Regions from separate parts of the Ovis aries genome. Here region 2 is linked to region 1. A link is a contact called in public Hi-C data. All regions are on one chromosome and are shown on one strand. The core of a region is the stretch at or near the end of the contact, and the rest is flanking DNA. Distances in the headings are between cores, read along the strand shown.

Region 1 (2,681 bases), core at 105-2,604:
TGTGTCTTAGAGTTGTGCAAGGTGTATATTGCACAGATCCAGTGTTCACCATCCCCTTGTAGGCTTCTTACATTTGTGTGGATGCCAGTTAGATGTCTTGAACAGAGATGCTTCTGTTTCCTCCAAAATCATCATGGGGACTAACAGCAGGACTGCCAGCTTCTAACCAACATTTAGTACTCTGAAATATTTTCATTATATTCTAATGTATTTCATTCTAATTTTTATTAACATTGATGTAATGGTGATTGCAGCCATGAAATTAAAAGATGCTTACTCCTTGGAAGGAAAGTTATGACCAACCTAGGTAGCATATTCAAAAGCAGAGATATAACTTTGCAAACAAAGGTCCATCTAGTCAAGGCTATGGTTTTTCCAGTGGTCATGTATGGATGTGAGAGTTGGACTATAAAGAAAGCTGAGCACTGAAGAATTGATGCTTTTGAACTGTGATGTTGGAGAAGACTCTTGAGAGTCCTTTGGACTGCAAGGAGGTCCAACCAGTCCATCCTAAAAGAGATCAGTCCTGGGTGTTCATTGAAAGGACTGATGCTAAAGCTGAAACTCCAATACTTTGGCCACCTCATGCAAAGAGTTGACTCATTGGAAAAGACCCTGATGCTGGGAGGGATTGGGGGCAGGAGGAGAAGGGGACGACAGAGGATGAGATGGCTGGATGGCATCACCAACTCGATGGACATGAGTTTGGGTGAACTCCGGGAGTTGGTGATGGACAGGGAGGCCTGGTGTGCTGTGATTCATGGGGTGGCAAAGAGTTGGACACGACTGAGTGACTGAACTGAACTGAATGGTAATATCTAATTAAACCATTTTTTGTCAATAATCATTGATTATACAGCTAGTCTGAGACTGTTTTAACCACATTGGAAGCCCAAGATAAATATAAGCCATTATTCTCAATCTCAAAAAGTTTTAAACTAACTGGATAAGAAAGATAAAAATACATAAGTCAATCAGAGATTAATCATCTCTAACTTGTGTAAGAGTGAGTCTAAAAGTAATCCGAATTGTGAAAACCATGAGATTAACCTTAGGTGGAATACTGTCTTGAGATTGAAGGATGTAGACTATTTGGATATACTAGAGGAAGGAGACTAATGAAGACCTATGATTTTGTCAGTCTTTGCTAATTCTTTTCAGGGAAAAAGCACCTTAAAACTCATATCTTGTTAACAGACATTAGCAGCTGCCTCTGTGTTACAGCAAAGAGACAGGAACAGCCAAGAAATTGTGGTGGTTTAGTTGCAAGATTTGGACATGACTTAGCAACTAAACCACCGCCTGTGTTCCAGCAAACAGAGACACAGCCAAGAAAGGGTAGTGAACTCTGCCCCTTATCCTGCCTACTGTCCTTCCAGCACAGCACTCACCCACGAATCCTCTTGGACAGGACCAGTCCTACCATTGCCTTGCAGTGGTTTAGAGGATAAACTACCACACTGACTCTCAAAGTGTGGTTCCTAACCAACCACATGAGTTATCTGGGAAGTTATTAGAAATGCAAATATCCATGGAGCCACTTCAGAACCAAAGAAACTCTGAAGACTGAGCCCAGCAATCTATGGCTTAACCAGCCCTCCAGGTGATTCTAATGTACACTAATGTTTGAGAACCACTGGGCTCACAGGACATCCTGAATTCGAATCTCACTCTATTGGCATGCACGGGTTCCATGGCTTAATCAGGTGGTTGCTGCTGCTGCTAAATTGCTTCCGTCGTGTCCGACTCTGTGCGACCCCATAGATGGCAGCCCACCAGGCTCCTCCGTCCAAGGGATTTTCCAGGCAAGAGTACTGGAGTGGGGTGAATCAGGTGGTTAATTTTGCTGAGTCTCAAAAGAGTATAACGGTAGTTTCCACTCTTATGAGGTCATTGTGAAGAATACATAGGTTAATGCATGTAAAATCCTTAGTGTAAATCCTTGAGTGAACACTCAATAAAGTATTACTATTAGCACCTGGTGAGATTCTCTTTTGAATCATTTTCATGCCATAATATAATGGGAATAATCTTATAACTGTGTTTCTTTGCTCTTTTTCATTACCTTTACCACCATCACCTTTGATAGCACCACCTTCACCACTCATGGCCCCCCCAAAGTATATATGTATTAATTATATATTACATTTATATCTTTTATATATATTAATAGCAAAAGGTGTACCAATTTAGCCATTTTAAGTGTACAGTTCAGTGACATTAAATATAGCCACACTTTTGTGTCCCATTACCACCATTCACCTCCAGAATTTATTTCAATCTCTTAAATTAAAACTCCAAACTTGGTAAGCAATGACTCCATTTCTCTCCCCTCCCCTCCGCTCCTGGCAACCACTATTCCACTTTCTGTCTCTGTGTATTTGACTACCGTAAGTACTTCACATGAGTGGGGTCGTATAGTATTTGTCCTTTTGCAATGGGATTATTTAACTTACTGTCCTCAAGATTCACCCACTTTGTGACATGGGTCAGAATTTCCTCCCTTTTTAAGGCTGCGTAATATTCCATCATGTGCCGGTACAGCATTGTGCTTATCCATTCTTCAGTAAATTGACCTTTTAAGTTGTCTCCACATTTCAGCTGTAGTGAACAGTGTTGCTCTGAACACGAGTGTTCCAATGCCTCTTCCAGCTCCTGTGTAGAATCCTTGCGGCTGTGTA
Region 2 (2,681 bases), core at 66-2,565, 340 kb after region 1:
AACATTATGAATATCGATGGTTTTGAAACTCCCTGTTTACTCAATGAAGATGTACTTTTCTGGTGGCTAGTTCCCTGCACCACCCTGTTCCATTATGAAGGTGATCAAGGAGGTTGCTTTTAGAGCATAGAATTAGGCAGTAAGAATTTTATCCAGATACTAGAAACCAGTTTATCCCTAACTCATGCCTAGGAACCAGGAAAAGAAGCTTCCAGCTCTGTGGTCAGAACTGGTGGTTACCATTTGCTTTTTCTATGATACAGGATATAACACTTTTGTACCTTAAACCTTTTTTGTTCTAATTTAAAAACATATTCATTTGCCAGTCTTGATATAGGGTCACAGCCTTTGAATACCATAGACAATTGGCAAGTATACTTTTTGAATAAAATCCAAAGGTGAAATCTGATTTGCAGTTCCACTTGGTATAAAGTAGGATTTTAACTTTCTAGATTTTTAAAATTTCCTTCTTCTGGGTTTTTTTTTTTTTTTTTTTTTAAAGTAATCTTAGCCATACTTAATTTGATAGCAATTTTTAACAATCCATCTTTAATGAATTTTTGCAGAGCCTTTTTGATAACTACTTCCTGCCCTCATTTTATCATTAACGTTCAGTGATTACAAAAACAAGTGCAACTGGCAAAATCTGGGGAACAAACTTGTCTTGACAGATGAATCCAACTCAGTTGGTGGGAAAGCAGAAGATCCAACTGTGATGGCCAACAGTACTCACGGTAGTGGGTACAATGAGGCCCATTGTGCTTGGCCTACTCACGTGGGCTAGGATCTGAGGTATGTTATACTCCTTAACACTCAACAGTCTTGCAAGGCTAGTTACTTCTTTTTGCAGAGGAGGATGCTGTAACTAAGAAAGCTTAAATTTAAGGCTGTCTTACATTTCACTTTACCAAAATTTCTATGTTTGGACTTGGTGGTGCCCTCAATGTCAGCCAGTTGGGTGCTCAGTCATGTCTGATTTCTTTGTGACTCCGTGGACTGTAGCCCACCAGGCTCCTCTGGCCATGGGATTTTCCCAATAAGAATATTGGAGTGGGTGGCCATTTCCTCCTCCAGGGGATCTTCCTGACCCAGAGGGCAAACCTGCGTCTCCGGCATTGGCAGGTGGATTCTTTACCAGTGAGCCACCTGGGAAACCCCGTTAGTACTTTAGCTAAGGCTCTGTCAGTTGTTAATTTACAGTGCTTTCTCTAGACGTGCCCTCCGTTCTGCCTGTTACATACTCGGAGGAGTGATGTAGTAAAGTCCTGTCCAGATCAGAATTGAGAGAAACTGCTCAGGATTCTTGAGTGTTAGTCAATCCACCACTGTGTGGCGATGGTGTGTCTGTAGGCCGAGGCGTGCTGCTGCTTCTCAGATCGAGGGGAGTTGTGCATTTGAAGTCCTTCCCTCATCTCCCAACCCAGTTTTCTTGAGGTTTGGGGGAAAGGTGGGACTTGTAAACTGCTGTCAGCCTGGAAGTTTCCATTTGGGCAGATTGGGTTCTGGAGCTTACTCTTGTAGGTGAATCCTGGGCTGGCTGTAAATTCCCAAGGGCCAGCCCTTTATCTGGCAATAGGGACAAAGCTGGGCAGACAGTTGGCACAGTGTCAGAAAACCAGAATCCGCACTGAGGATCAAGCTTTGCTGTCAGCTGATTAATTTCTGGAGAGAACTGTTTGCATTTGCTTGAAGGCAATATACTAAGGTAATTTTGCAGACATTTCTGTTCAAGTTGGTCAAGACGCCTGCCTGTTACTGTCATAAACATCATTTGGTTATTTATCATAGTCTTTCCCCACCTCCGTCCTCTCAACTTGGGTGAATTCCAACCTAACCTAGTGCACAAATTTTCACTTACAGGATGGATGTTTACTTCTTGTTTCAGATACTGTTAAAAAGTGAACTGGCAGGATACTACTCTGTATTAATAGTGTATGGGGTTTTTCGTTTGTTTTATAACTGTGTACACATTTCAAGCTTAATGCCGTTCTTGACCTGGATTTGCAGAGTTTCCTATAAAGGACAAACAGTATTTTAGGTTTTGTGGGCCATACAGTTTCTGTTGAAATTGCCCAGCTCTGCTGCTGTAGCATGAACAAATAAATGTGAATGTCCGTAGTACTTCTGGGGCTGGGGTTTACAGTTATGGTCGGGCTTGCAGGTCCTGTTGGTGAGCAGCAGTCGGTATCCAGACCAATGGATTGTCCCCGGAGGAGGAATGGAGCCTGAGGAAGAGCCTGATGGCGCTGCTGTGAGGGAGGTTTATGAAGAGGTAAGATGGAGAGTAGGGCATCCTGGGTAAGGTTCACAAACAAGGCAGTTTGCTAAATACACCGAGGAAGAGGCATGAAGACAGGCAGGCCACACAGTGCTGTTTGGTTGTCTGATTCAACATTTTAAAGCACGTAACTACAGCTAGCACTTTGGTAAGCAGATTATTTTTTTCTACCTGGTAAAATAGTTAAAGATCAATGTGAAAATCCCCCAGAGCTGAATAACACAGTTATATAACAGTTAGTCTCATCAGTGATCAATATATAACATGATGGCCTTGCCCCAAATCAAGGTTAGTGTTAACTGAGCAAAAATGTACAGAGAGAAAATTCATCATGTGCTACAATTCATTTTCAGACATACATATAGGAAGCCAGTTGCTTTTATTTTACTGGCTTTGTCTTAAA

Evidence for each region. Hi-C and Micro-C count contacts between places; a contact is called where the count stands out from the background.
Region 2: a contact with region 1 is called in a Hi-C map of liver, with 4 times the contacts expected there. The contact joins two enhancer-like sites. A contact is called at or near these places in 5 of 16 Hi-C or Micro-C datasets (blood, liver and tail adipose tissue).

What each region holds. Positions count from the first base shown.
Region 1 is chr3:129,379,512-129,382,192 of ARS-UI_Ramb_v3.0, forward strand. No RefSeq gene overlaps it. Among named protein-coding and RNA genes, the nearest start is that of TRNAE-CUC, 23 kb to the right of the region's middle. Within about 2 kb of position 1,355, at least 3 of the 54 cell types and tissues checked have an H3K27ac peak or open chromatin away from gene starts, as enhancers often do. A contact at or near this core is called in liver, where this site is marked.
Region 2 is chr3:129,715,541-129,718,221 of ARS-UI_Ramb_v3.0, forward strand. It overlaps NUDT4 (nudix hydrolase 4), which reads left to right. Exons shown (of 5, transcript XM_027967201.2): 2 at 2,162-2,272. Among named protein-coding and RNA genes, the nearest start is that of NUDT4, 10 kb to the left of the region's middle. Within about 2 kb of position 1,316, at least 6 of the 54 cell types and tissues checked have an H3K27ac peak or open chromatin away from gene starts, as enhancers often do. A contact at or near this core is called in liver, where this site is marked.